2 separate regions of the Sus scrofa genome follow, and region 1 is linked to region 2. Evidence: chromatin contacts called from public Hi-C data. All regions are on one chromosome and are shown on one strand. The core of a region is the stretch at or near the end of the contact, and the rest is flanking DNA. Distances in the headings are between cores, read along the strand shown.

Region 1 (7,606 bases), core at 117-2,616, 480 kb after region 2:
TGTCCTATTTGAAATTCTAAAAACACTGAAAAATATCAAAGGGAAATCCCTTAGCTCAGAGTCCTTTTCCTTCTGTTTTATTCCTTTTCTTGATTTCTACTCTGTGTCATTCTCACTTCTTTTTTAGGGAAGTGGTTATCACTTCTTGAAAGTTTTTCATGATTGTCAAGATCTTACATAGTACATATATGGTTTACAAAATAAAAGTCGGAGCAGAATTGATGTAGAACCTTCTTATTGCTACAGAGGAAATTGAAGGATGGAATGAGTTCCCCTCTGGGGATCCCTAAGTTCCTCAGTGGTTGACCTTTCAGCACCTGCCCCTGTTTCATAGAGTGTCCTGGTTCCTAGTTTTACACTTGACTGGAGTTGAGGGGATGGCTGGCTTTGAAATAACTGACTAAAGATTCCCTCCTCTCTCTTTTTTAAAGGTGAAAGTGATTCAGGGGTCAGTGTAGGAGTCTCTGGAGGGAGCACATGAGGCATTTGAAAATTCTAAAGTCAGAGTTCTCACTGTGGGTCAGTGGTAACGAACCTGACTAGTATCCATGAGAATGCAAGTTCGATCCCTGGCCTCCACTTCTCCTGGTGGCATTGCTGGGGCTGTGGACAACAGCCTCAGCTCTGATTCAACCTCTAGCCTGGGAAATTCCATGTACTGTAGGTGCAACCCTAAAAAGACAAAAAAAAAAAAAAAAAGAAAGAAAGAAAATTCTTTTTAATTTTGTTTATTGCTTAGTGAATTTTATTACATTTATAGGTATACAACAATCATCACAAACAAATTTGAAGGTATTTCCATCCCAAACCCTCAGTGCATCCCCCATCCCCCAACCTGTTTTATTTGGAAACCATAAGTTTTTCAAAGTCTATGAGTCAGTATCTGTTCTGCAAAGAAGTTCATTGTGTCCTTCTTTCAGATTCCACATGTCAGTGATAGCATTTAATGTTGGTGTCTCATTATCTGACTGATTTCACTTAGCATGATAATTTCTAGGTCCATCCATGTTGCTGCAATTGCCGTTCTTTCTTTCCTTTTAATGGCTGAGTAATAATTCCATTGTGTATATGTACCACATCTTCTTGGTCCACTCCTCTGTCGATGGACATTTAGGTTGTTTCCATGTCTTGGCTATTGCAAATAGTGCTGCAATGAACATAGGAGCACATGTGTCTTTTTGAGTCATGGTTTTCTCTGGATAGATGCCCAGGAGTGGGATTGCTGGATCAAATGGTAGTTCTATTTTTAGTTAAGAAAGAAAATTCTAATGCTCTTCCTTAGCCATCTCTCTTCCTCCTCCACTCTTATGTGGGGAGGGTGACCTTCTTGGGCAGAAAGCTGACCGCTGCTCAGGGCCCCACTGCTTTCAGATCTGAGTCCCATTTGACTTGCAAGCTCTCTTTGTCCTTTTTCCATCCCTGCTGCCTGCCCCGCTCCCGGCCTGCAGGAATTTCCTCTTTAATGACCCGGTCACTGCCCAGTTCCTCTCCTAGGCTCCTGGCTCTTTCCCAATGGAGTGACTCTGGTTTCCTCAGCTTTCCTGTTCCTCGCCACCTCGACAGTGATGAGTTGCCTCCTTTTTCTCTCCTAAGGTTTGACTGTTCTCACCATGAGCAAGTAGGGGGAAGTGACAGATGAGACCAAGTTTCATGGCCCCATGCTCCCGAATCCCTTTGTAGATACAGACTGTTGCCTTTGGAATGGGTGGGCAATGAGATCCTGCTGTATAGCACTGGGAACTATGTCTAATCACTTCTGATGAATCTATACATGTATGTGTAACCGGGTCAAAACGCTGTACAGTAGAAAATTGACAGAACACTGTAAACACCAGCTATAATGAAATTAATTAATTTTTAAAAATAAAGATTAATTGGTGTCAAATAGCAGGTATCAGAGACCTCCTTGCGTTAAGTCGGGGGGACACTTTTGCTCCCCCCACCCCGGGTAGGCATCTGGCCACATCTGGAGAAGGTTTGAAGACAATTTTGGTGGTTATTTCTGAGTGTGGGGAGGGGCTGCTGCAGACCCTAACTGAGTGGATGCCTGGACCACCCCCAGGACGATGCCTAGGAGAGAGCCTCTCCCCCCAAGAAGGTCTGGCTCAAAATGTCCATCTTGTCACATCTGGGAAGCTTTGTCTTAAGTGGATCCTTTGCTTTTAGGGTCTCTTAAGGAGAGCCACTTTGATGTGGCCACCTCCAAGTATTCCTCCCCCTCTTCTGGATTTTGTCACATTTGGAAACAAAGAACAAGACCCAGAAAGCTGGAGCCCTGAGCAGAGACTTTGAAAGTGAAAAAAAAAAAAAAAAAAAAACCTTTATCTTGTGATCTTTGTGGATATGACCACTACAGATATTTTGAACTATATGTTGTACTGTTTTTGGTGTCCCTAGGTGAAAAAACAGAGGCACATACTTCTTGTATGTGCTTAAAGAAAAGGATCCTAGAGACACTAGTTTCTTATTCCTACTCTCATTGCCTCTTTGAAGACTACGTAAGAAAGGTGTATACAGTTTTGTTTTCCAGAGATGCTTCTAGGGCTTGATGATAATCTTACAAATTCTTTCTTGGGTAGATAGTGTTTTAACATTGACTTTAAGAGCTGGTATCCTAGACTGCTTTTCTGGCCACTTCTTTCCTCCTAACTGAATTTTCTTGGGTGTGGCTGATGTCTGTTCTTCCTGCTGTGGTGTCATTTGAGCCACACTATTCAACCCTCATGCGTTTGGCTGTGTACACACTCTCTATAAATGAAGACAGGTACCCCGCCCCAAGTCGTAGCAATCTTTTGGTAGATTATGTATGAGACAGAGTGGTATTTCTTTAGGAAAGTGACATTGGGGAGTTCCCATTGTGGCGCAGTGGAAATGAATCCGATTAGTATCCATGAGGATTCGGGTTTGATCCCTGGCCTCAGTGGTTCAGGGATCTGAGGTTGCCATGATCTGTGGTGTAGGTTGCAGATGCAGCTCAGATCCCGAGTTGCTGTGGCTGTGGCATAGGCCGGCTGCTGTAGCTCCGATTCGACCCCTAGCCTGGGAACTTCCATATGCTGCAGGTGTGGCTCTAAAAAGCAAAAACAAAACAAAGCAAAAGAAAAGTGACATTTTATGTCTGTTTCAAATAGGAAAATCCTTTGTAGGGGAAAGCAGTGCAGTGGGAAGGAAATATATAAAATGAAAAGAGAGGCAGTGTAGACAATGACGGGAGATTGGGTTCTTATCTCTCCTTCTAACTCCACAGGGTGTCTTCCTACAATTTATTTATTCAGAATGCTGCTGAGCAACTGCTGTGTGACACACACAGTGCCCCAGATACTGTACAGGGCTGAAGCTTTGGGATCAGAGCACAGGGCTAAGGGCAAATGTTTCCCAGCCTAGCAGGCTGCATTCTAAGTACAGTAGACACTGTACAGAGGGTGTTATGCCCAGAGATAGCCCGGGTTACAAGGTTCAGGAAATTCCTCTAAGAGCAGGAGACTTTTCCTACTGATGTATTAAAATGAATGGCACTTGGGAGTTCCCGTTGTGACTCAGTGGATTAAGGACCTGACATTGTCTTTGGGAGGAGGCTGCTTCAGTCCCTGTCCTCGCTCAGTGGGCTGAGGAGCTGGCATTGCTGCAGGCCGCCTCAGAGGTTGCAGATGGGGCTCAGATCCTGTGTTGTGGTGGTGTAGGCCTGCTGCTGCAGCTCTGATTCGAGCGAGCCCTGGTCCAGGAACTTCCATATGCCACAGATGCAGCTGTAAAAAGAAACAAAAAATAAATAAAATGAATGGGACTTGGAAATAAGAAGGGAATTTCAGGAAGAGAAAATAAAATGCGCAAAGCCATAAACAAGGAAAGCAGCATTTGAAAAGAAATGGTGAAGACGGTTGTACAACATCATGAATATAATTGATGCTGCTGACTTGTATGTTTAAAAATGTTTAAGATGAAGTTCCAGTCGTGGCTCAGTGGAAACGAATTTGACTAGCATCCATGAGGACACAGGTTTGATCCCCGGCCTTGCTCAGTGGGTTAAGGATCTGGCCTTGCTGTGAGCTGTGGTGTAGTTCTCAGACGGCGCTTGGCTCTGGTGTTGCTGTGGCTGTGCTGTAGGCCAGCAGCTACAGCTCTGATTCGACCTCTAGCCTGGGAACCTCCATATGCCAAGGGTGCAGCCCTAAAAAGACAAAAAAATGGACAAACAAAACAAAATTGGTTAAGATGAGTGGTCTAGGGGTTAGGAGTTGGCACTAATCATTGATGTGACTTGGGTTCAGTCCCTGGTCTGGGAGCTGTGATCCCACATCAAGCCGTTACATGCCACAGCCAAAAAAAAAAAAAAAAAAAAAAAAATTAAAGGTGGCCAATTGTATGTTATGTATGTACCATAATAAAAAATTAAATGGAAAAAATAAGTATCGGAGGCAGCTAATTTTTTCTTACTTTTTGAGTTAATACATCCCTTTAAAAATAAACATTTCCCTAAAGGAACTGCAGGTTAAAGGATGGAGTGAGAGCCCTTGGGGTGGGAGTGGGGCTGAGAGTGAACAGCAGCAGAAGATGGGGTGGGTGGCTTCCAGATTGTCAAGAGCAATGAGCTTTCTAGGAGCGGGGCAGCCACACAAGGATTTAAGAACAGGGGTGCCATGGTCAGAGTCTTGTTTTAGAAAGCTCACTTTGGTCGCAGGGCGGTGAATGGATTGACCCGACAGATACCATCAAGGCGCTTTGGGGCAAGAATCTAAGCAGAAAATGGTGAGAGCCTGAACTAAGGCAGGAGTGGTGGGATCGGAGGTGGGTGCGAGGGGCACTCCTGGGAGGGTAAATGGAGAAGAAGGAAAAAAAAAAAAAAAAAACAGAGGCGGGCCATGGGAAGGTATCAGAGGACTGGAGACCTCAGACGGAAGGAGCTTTGGTGCTTCATGTCTTGGAGATGTCCAGTGAGACCTTGACTGAGAACTGTCCTTAGTTGAAGCCGTGGAGGAGGAGCAGGTACAACGGCAGGGGGTCCAAGAGTGCTGGGAAGTAAGGAAGTGAGTCTGCAAGCTGAGCTTCCTGGAGAGAAGAGGAGGGAGGAAATAGGATGACTTGTAGGACCTGGGAAAGTGAGGCAACAACAGATCCTTATCAAGCATTGGGTATGTGCTCACTCTTTATATCATCATCCTTTAAAATATTCTTAGGAGTTCCCATTGTTGCTCAGCAAAAACGAATATGACTAGTATCTCTGAGGAAGCAGGTTCGATCCCTGGCCTCACTCAGTGGGTTAAGGATCCGGCGTTGCTGTGAGCTGTGGTGTAGGTTGCAGACTCGGCTCAGATCTGGCATGGCTGTGGCTATGGTATAGGCTAGTGGCTACAGCTCCGATTTGACCCCTAGTCTGGGAACCTCCATATGCCTTGGGTGTGGCCCTAAAAAGACCAATAAATAAATAAATAAATAAAGAATCCTGTCGTGGCTCAGCAGTAATGAACCCAACAAGTATCCGTGAGGTTGCAAGTTCTATCCTTAGCCTCGCTCAGTGGGTTAAGGATCCAGCATTGCCATGAGCTGTGTGTAGGTTGCAGACTTGGCTCAGATCTGGCATGGCTGTGGCTGTGGCCAGCAGCTGTGGCTGTGGTTGGAAGTTGTAGCTCTGATTTGACCCCTAGCCTGGGAACCTCCATATGCCATGGGTGTGGCCCTAAAAAGACCAAAAATAAAAATTTTTAGAATATATATGTGTGTGTGTGTGGTGTGTGTGTGTGTGTATAAAGAATATATATATACACACACATTTTCTTCTAAGAATATATATATACACAAGAATATATATCTCTAAGAATATATATATAAGAATATATATACAAGAATATATATATGTATATATGTGTGTATATATATACACTCACACACACACTTTTCTTTTTAAATGAGCACATACAAGGCATATAGAAGTTCCCTCGCCAGGGACTTAATCTGAGCCACAGCTGCAGCGACACCAGATCCTTTAACCCATCACCCCAGGCCAAGACCACACTTGTGCCTCTGCAGCTACCCAAGCCACTGCAGTCAGATTCTTAACCCTGTGTTCCACAGTGGGAACTCCACCTTTTTATATTTTAAGCCGGTAAAGGGTTTGGAGCTCAGTTTCCTGGGGCTCAGTTCCCTGGGGCCAGACGGAGTGGCTTAAAACAACAGAAATTTACCATCTATAGGGCTTTGGAGGCTCGAAGTCCAAAATCAGGTTGTCAGCAGGGCCATGTGCCTTCTGACACTAGCCAGGAAATCCGTCCTTGCCTCTTCCTGGCTTCCTGCTGCCAGCCGGTGGCTTGCCTTGGCCGGCCCTGCATCCCTGGAGTCCCTGCCCTCCCTTGTCATACAGCGTACCCCCTGGGACGCTGTGTGCTTGGTGTTCTCTCTGGGTCTCTGTGTCCAAACTTCATTTTACTTAGAAGAACACCAGACTAGAGCTCACCCGCATCCAGTATGATCTCAACTTGATTACTTCTGCAAAGACCCTGTTTCCAAATAAAGACACATTTATGGGTCCTTGGAGGTAGAAGTAGAACCCCATCTCTTATGGAGGGGACACAAGTCAACCCTCAACATCATCTAATTTTAAAAATCTCTGCCCTGTGTTTCCTATCTTTATACGATTGAGTTGTTTGAATTTAAATGAGCCAAAATTCTTTACAGATGGATAATTGTATGAAAATGACTTAAAAGGTTTTAAATGATAATCATAGAAAGTCTTGAAGTTGGTCTTAATTGGGGAAAAGAAAAGGTCAAAGATGAAGAACTGAAGGGAAGAGAGAACCATTTAGATGGGGGGCTTTGCTCTGGGGTGACCTGAGCTGCACCCATCACACCTGAGCAGCTATATACTCACCAGACTCAATCATGGCTTAGGAATTTTTTGTTTTTGTTTTCTTTAATAAATTTTATTGGAGTATTGATGACTTAACAAAATTGTTTTAGTTTCAGATATATACAAAGTGAATCAGCCATACGTATACATATATATTGATCTTTTTTCAGATTCTTTCCCTGTATAGGGCATCACAGAGTATTGAATAGATTTCCCTGAGCTATATAGTAGGTCCTTGTTACTGATCAATTTTGTATGTAATAGTGTGTATGTGCCAATCCCAACCTCCCAGTCCAGTCCTCCCCTCAGCGCTTCTCCTTTGGTAACCATAAATGTGGTTTCAAAATCTTTGAGTCCGTTTCTATTTTGTGAATAAGTTCTTTTGTATTATTTTTATTAGATTCCACACATTAGTGATCTCATATTATATTTGTCTTTCTCTCTGATTTATTTCACTTCTTACGATAATCACTAGTTCATCCATGTTGCTGAAAATGGAATTATTTTTCTTTTTTATGGCCGAGTAATATTCCAGTGTGTGTGTGTGTGTGTGTGTGTGTGTCTGTGTGTCTGTGTGTCTGTGTGTCACACAAACATACCACATCTTTTCTATCCAATCCTCTGTTGATGGATATTTAGATTTCTTCCATGCCTTGCTTCTTGTAAATAGTGCTGCAATGAACATTGAGGTGTATACATTTTTTCAAATTATAGTTTTCTCCTGATATATGCCCAGGAGTGGGGTTTCTGGATCATATTATGGTA
Region 2 (6,654 bases), core at 3,528-6,027:
TTTTGTGGGGACTCTATTGAGTGGCATGCAACAAGTTCGGAGGGGAAAAACGGAAAGGGGGTGGGGTGGGAGAAAGACAGAAAAAGAAATGACTGTAATTCAGGATATCTCGAGGCCCCTAACTTTCCAGGTTCCTCTCTTATCCAAAATAATAGACCCACCTGGAATTAAGCTTCCAAGTCTGAAAGCTGCCCATCTGTGAGGTTAGTCACTGGGCCTGATGAAGCTTCAGACACTCACTGCAGTGTTTAAGACCTGAGTTTGTGGTGGGAGTTCCAAATGAGCCTGCTGCTAAGTATGGACATTTGCAAAGCTCTCCTTTATGAAACTGAGCATTAACGCCTACTTTAATCTCCTACCTTATCATCTGTCACAGTCAAAAAGTGGCAGCATAAATTCAGATTTCAAGGAAATTTTTAAAAAATACTGCACAGGAATTCCCCTTTAAAGCATGACCTTAAGAAAATTCCTTTGCTCTGTGTCTTCTGGCTTGGGTAAACTGGGGTGGAAAGGAGACCAAAATGACTTTCTGCAGACCCTAAAGCCCAATAAAGGCGATCTGAGTAGCTACTATTTTGTATCCCACACATTTTGTAACAGTTCAAATCCAAAGACCTTGATAATTTTTCCAATTCTGGTAGTTTGAGATTCTTATTAGAGTTATTCCTACATAAATGAATCTGAAAAAGAATGGATATGTATATGTATCATTGAATCACTTTGCTGTATGACAGAACTCATCACAACTTATTAATCAACTCTACTTCAATAAAACTTTTAAAAATGAAAAAAGAATTATTCTCATATAGGAAGAAGCACTATATTTTCTGCCAAAATGTATGTAAAATCCCCCATTCCCTACTGCTTATTTTCTGCTCATCTAATAATCAACTTTTTTTTTTTTTTTTTTTTTTAATGGCTTCACCCAAGGCATATGGAAGTTCCTAGTCCAGGGATTGAACTCGAGTCTCCAAGGGACCCAAGCCTTCGTAGTCAGATTCTTAACCCACTGTGCACAGCAGGAACTCCTAATAATCAACTTTTATATGGTATCTGTTTTTATGCTCTAGAGAAATGTTAAACTATTTTGAAATCTGGAAATCTTTTAAAAGTTTATGAAATAGTGTTTATTCCAAACAATCAGCAGTTTCTTTTTTTTATTAATTTTTATTTTATATTGGAGTGTAGTTGATCAGCCAGCAGAATCTATAATGAGAAAATGTGAACAATGATCTTTAATCAGAAGATGAGGAAAAACTTAACAAAATTATATTCTGTTCCACAGAATTTGGGCTTTATACGTAAAACCAGAATAATGAATGTAATCCTTCTAATATATTCCTCTAATATTTATTAAATATCTAGAATATGCCACTGCTCTGCATATTGAGGATGTAGCAATGAACAAAGCAGACAAAAATCCCTGCCCGTGTGGCGCTTATTATATTCTGCAGGAAGAGAAACAAACTTCTAAATAAGTAAACTATACAATATGGCAGATGTTGACAAGTGCTGTGTTTGATTGCATTCATGGCCACAGTTCTTTTTTTTTTTTTTTTTTCCTTTTTTGGTCTTTTTAGGGCCATACCTGTGGCATACAGAGGTTCCCAGGCTAGAGGTTAAATCAGAGCTGTAGCCATGGGCCTACGCCACAGCCACAGCCACAGCCACAGCAATGCCAGATCAGAGCCACATCTGCTTCCTACACCACAGCTCACTGGCAATGTGGGATCCTTAACCCACTGAGTGAGGCCAGTGATCGAACCTGCGTCCTCATGGATACTAGTTAGATGCGTTTCTGCTGAGCCATGACAGGGGAACTCCCATGGCCCCAATTCTTTACCCTCCCTCTATTCATTCCCTTTGTCAAGTTTCCTGCAGTAAGCTGGCCTTTTTCCCTGCTCCTTGATTTTGAGTCTGGCCATGTGACCTGATCTGCCCAACAGAATGAGGTAGAAGTGACGGTGTGCCAGCTCCTGACTCCAGAGACATAGACCTCAAGAGCCCTTCATGACTCCAATGCCCTTTTTGCTCCTGTGTCGTTGCCATGGGGAGAAGCCCAAGCTAGTCTGCTGGTCCCAGGAGAAGCATAAAAGCTGTGGGGCCAAGCTGTTCCAGCTAAGCTTTCTCTTCCAAACTCAGTCTAAAGCAGAACCCAGGAGACCCTTAGATGCATGTATAAAAGCCGATTGGACATGAACAGAGCCACCCAATATGCCCAGGCTAGAGGAGCTGACCTCCTGCCAACCCACAGATGCATGAGCTATGATAATAAATGATTGCTGCTTTGGTGTTGAGTTTTGGGGTTGTTTTTTATACCTCAATAACTAATCAATACAAGCACTAAAGAGAAGGAGTTCCCTGGTGGCTCAGAGGGTTAAGAATCCAGCATCTACTGCAGTGATGAAAGTTCTGTCCCTGACTTGGAAACTTCTGCACACTGTGGGTACAGCCAAAAAAAAAAAAAAAAAAGTTCTAAAGAATAAAGCCATATAGAGATAAGGGCATATGTGTATGGTAGTGATGGGGGTGTTAATTTCAAATAATTTGCTTGTATACAATTTTTTTAAAGATAACACGTAATTAGTAATTCTAAAAAACACTCTCTTTCCAAGAATTGAGAGGTCATGTTCATCCTTATTACATATTTGGCACTCTCCTCCTTCCCACGTGGGCCCAAGCCAATGGGAGGCAGAACAAAATTGCTACCTTGTCTGGTATGAGAAGCAGAGCAGAAATTAACAGCATTTCCAGTTCGAATCCAGTTGTACATTCTTGTTCTTTCTTTGAACGTGTGAACTCGTATTCTTTTTATGTGGCATCCTGTGGTTTGCTATAGCTCTATTAAAATCTTCCCCAGAAGCAAGCTCTCCTAATTTTGCACAGTCACTTCAGGTTTAAAGGCAGAGGTTTTAGCCAATAAAGGTCTTCTATTGGCAATTTTAGCTGAAAGAACTCTTCCACCACACTCCCCAAAGTGAGGAGACCACGTTTCTAGCATTCTCTTCAATGGTTATGAAAGTTACCAGTATGGCTGTACTGTGGAAATCAGTCTTTCCAAGTGAGCCACCCTGCCTTCTAGCAAGGGAGTCATTTTGTCCTCCTGCCTGAAAATGGGACCAGGGTGTTCCAGCTCAGCTTTGATTTCCCCTTTCATACAAATTCTAATCATGCCCTTTCTATCTCATCACAAAACGAGTTCTCTGATAGAAACCAAGTCACAAGTTTCTGTTCAGGGTTTGGGAAGATTCTAGTGGTTAGAACTGGCTGCAATACAGACTCTAGCTAAAGCTGATGAAGGTGTTAAGGCAAAGGGAAAAAAATTCTTCTCAATTCCTTGTCTTCTAGGGAGTTACCTGTTGGTGGCTCCAGCAGACTGGTGGAAAGCTTTGAAAACATCTTAATTGAGGTACTTTTTTTTTTTTTTTTTTTTTTTTTTTTTTTGTGGCCACCCTTAGGCATATGGACTTCCTGGGCCAGGGATCAGATCCAAGCCACAGTTTCGACCTATTATGCCAGCTGTGGGATCCTTAACCCACAGTGCCAGGCCAGGGATGGAACCTAAACCCGAGTCCCAGAACTCCAGAGATGCCGCAGATCCCGTTCAGCCACAGAGGGAACTCTGATTAAGGTATCTTTCAAATCTACTCTCTTCAGGTTTCCCTTTTCTTTGTCTTTTATAGATGTGAACAGTTGAAATCATATTCCAAGATCTGTATGGTCTAAATCCCTTAACCTCGCTGAGATTCCAATTCCTCACTGGTAAAGTAAAAATTGAAGTTCCTCCCTGTTCTAACAGTCTATCATTTAAGTACACTTTTAAGCTACTGATTCCAACCTAATGATAACTTTCAGCCTGCTGCAGACTCTAGCACCCACCAGGCACAAACCAGCTGAGTTAAAGCAGTTGAGTAAAATAAATTAGATTTGATTTTTCATCTGCAATTTTTTTTTAAGTCCTAGCCATTCTCATACCGGTTTATATTTAGCCTTACAACTTCGACAATGACCAACATTTAAATAGTAAGAATTTCAAAATCCTCCTCAGATCTGAACTATTTGGCTTTTAAGATTTCTGGACCAAAGGATAAGCAGGAAGTAAGGGAGCATCAGAAGTGTTCAGCAAGATTTTTCCATCCTATGAACTTAGGCTGTGCCCAGGCTGATAAAATTTCCTCTGTGAACTCTGAGTTTCTCCAAGCCAGACCTAAGAGCTACCGGTTCCCAATCAATTGCTATTCACGCTCACACATCTGCACACATAAAGCCAATTTAAACATCACGCTGTGGGGTCCTGACAAGATGACAGAACCACCAGCTGTCGGGGCACTGCACTGAATTGGGGACACAAACCCCATTTTCCAATGTAAATTGGCCTGGATGCTGCTTCGGCCCCCAACAAAAGGGGACAGTCCTGTTAAATGGGGCCATCTGGCTGTCCCCCGGCCCCAGTGACACCTCCAGGAAGGGAGTGGGAATGGGGAGAGCGAGAGTGATCATCGAAGGGCCACTAGGTAGCTCGGTAGAGAGCAGCTGTCAGCCCGACCCCAGGGGTCCAGTCCACAGAGGTTGGGGGCCCAGCAGATTCGCGGTGGTCTTAAACCTCCCGGACTCCGGCGCCTGAAAGGTCTCAGCGCGCACTCCCGAGATGGGGGAGGGCGCGCTTTGTTCCCGGGCCCCAAGGGGGCGAGGCTCGAGAGCCTTGGGCAGAGTCACTGCACGGTCCCTGGGGCCCCAGGGCAGGTCCCGGCGGGCGGCAAGCCGCCGCGGCCGCCTCCATAGCAACCGCGTGGGAGCTCTGCTAACCAGCAGGAGGAGCAAAGGAGGGGAGCACGAGAGAGGGGTAAGGGAGAGGCGGGAGGAGGGGTTCAAGGGAGGAACCCGGGAGGAAGGAGGGAGGGGAGCTAGGAGAAAGGACGAGAGGGGGAACGGTGGAGGAGGAGGGAAGGGAGCAGAAGAGAAGGGTGAAGGAGAGGGGCAAGGATCTTGGGGACCAAGGAAGGAGGAAAGGAGGGGAACGGGAGCGAGGAGGAGGTGAGCTGGGAGAGGAGGCGCAGGGGAGGAAAGAATGAAGGGAGCTGGAGCGTGAGTGGGGGGCAGGGAGATGGAGTGCAAGGGAGGAGGGGGAACCGAAGAAGCCCGGAGCAGCAGAGAAGGGGAGGGGAGAAATCTGGGAGGGGGAAGATGGGAGGTGGCGGGGGTGGATCGGAGCCGGGGAAGGAAAGAGCTGACCGGGAGCAGGGGAGGAGGGCGCGGCCCTGGCCGCCCAGCCCAGCCCTCCAGGGCACGGTGCCCGGGGGAACTCGGCAGCCAAATTCCAGCCCCCAAGCCTCCAGGAAGGAGGAGGGGCGGGAGCCGGCGGCGGGGCGGGGGGGGACAGCGCCTGGCGGGCCGGGGGCCGAGCGCGGGGAGGAGCCCCCAGAGCTGCGGAAGGCGGGGGTCGCCGCCGCCCACCCCAGCCCAGGAGAGCGTCCCGGGAGCGGCCGAGACGACCCCTCTCAAGCTGCGCCGACCTTCCCTGTCCCGAGAGCTCCCAGCCCCAGAGCAGTCCGCAGTCCTCCCGGGAAGTGCAAACCCTCCTTCCCCAGGGCTGCAAGCCTGGCTTCGAAGTCGACGCGCTCTTCCGAAAAAGAGAATTCTTGGCTAAGACTCGCTCTCGCCCAGTGTTTTTAGCCTGGGAATATTTTCTAGTACAAAACTATTAGAAAGGTGATGTGGGGCTTTGTTTTGAGTAGACTTCCTTCCGCCCCGCCTCCACCCCATCTCCCCCACCCCCCAAAAAACGAGAGGCCTCTTAGAGAGAAAGTCTTGCCAGTTTTAAGCTTGGAAATTGACAATCTGGATGGAATTCTGACATCCGGCTGGAAAATTTTGGGAAAAGCAAGTCACAAACACACCATTCTTAGGTACTATCTGCTGAGCTGCAGCTTGCATAAGACATTTCTCAAAGCTGGTGGAGTGGATTCGATCCTTGCTAAGAGTTGACCACAAAAATGGACTACCATTATGCACTGAAGAGCAATTTTTTGAATAGCCCTCGGGCCATTAAATGTGTGAAAAAAGAAAAAAAATTAGAGTTAGCATTCAGAAGAAAATCAATAGATATAAGTGCTATATATTTTGTTTTGGATCCATTATACAAAGTAAAGGAAAGAAAAATAAACTTTGGGGCGTTCTCAGCTAACATGGCCTATGGGAAAATGAAAATAAACCTAATTGAAAAAACAGTGCTCACCATAAATAGGTTTAGCTTGCAGGCAGGGAACAAAATTCACCAATCAAATGTAAGATTGTCCCTGTTTCATAAAGCAAAGGTCAAAGAATCCTCTCAAGCCTTAAAGAACACTTTCTGTGTAGATAACCAGGGCTTTGGTTTTGTTGTTTGTGCTGAAAACCCTAATCTGTAACTCCTGTTTTCAGGTATTACTCAAAGGAATATTTTTGGTTTCTTCTGCCCACGTATTCCCAAATTAGGTACCAAACTAAAAGAAACAGGGAAACTTGTAGATTGGTAATCGTGCGATATTCCATCTGGTTTCAACTCTATCTTTGACCAAAAGGAAAAGATGAAAATGTAGGCAAACATCCAACTCTATCTATACAACTCTAAATGCTCACTTATTTTGACTAGAATGAATAGCGTCTTTGCTTCCC

What was found. A called contact is a pair of places that touch in the nucleus more often than the background predicts.
Region 1: a contact with region 2 is called in a Hi-C map of embryonic fibroblasts, with 2.1 times the contacts expected there. The contact joins two enhancer-like sites. A contact is called at or near these places in 6 of 47 Hi-C or Micro-C datasets (embryonic fibroblasts, fetal skeletal muscle, liver and 2 more) and 1 of 2 datasets of contacts at active chromatin or transcription factors (skeletal muscle).

Annotation. Positions count from the first base shown.
Region 1 is chr4:56,554,660-56,562,265 of Sscrofa11.1, forward strand. All of the region lies in intron 1 of TPD52 (tumor protein D52), which reads left to right. Among named protein-coding and RNA genes, the nearest start is that of MRPS28, 49 kb to the right of the region's middle. Within about 2 kb of position 1,367, at least 17 of the 83 cell types and tissues checked have an H3K27ac peak or open chromatin away from gene starts, as enhancers often do. A contact at or near this core is called in embryonic fibroblasts, fetal skeletal muscle, omental adipose tissue and 1 more, where this site is marked.
Region 2 is chr4:56,066,889-56,073,542 of Sscrofa11.1, forward strand. No RefSeq gene overlaps it. Among named protein-coding and RNA genes, the nearest start is that of ZBTB10, 100 kb to the right of the region's middle. Within about 2 kb of position 4,778, at least 54 of the 83 cell types and tissues checked have an H3K27ac peak or open chromatin away from gene starts, as enhancers often do. A contact at or near this core is called in embryonic fibroblasts, fetal skeletal muscle, omental adipose tissue and 1 more, where this site is marked.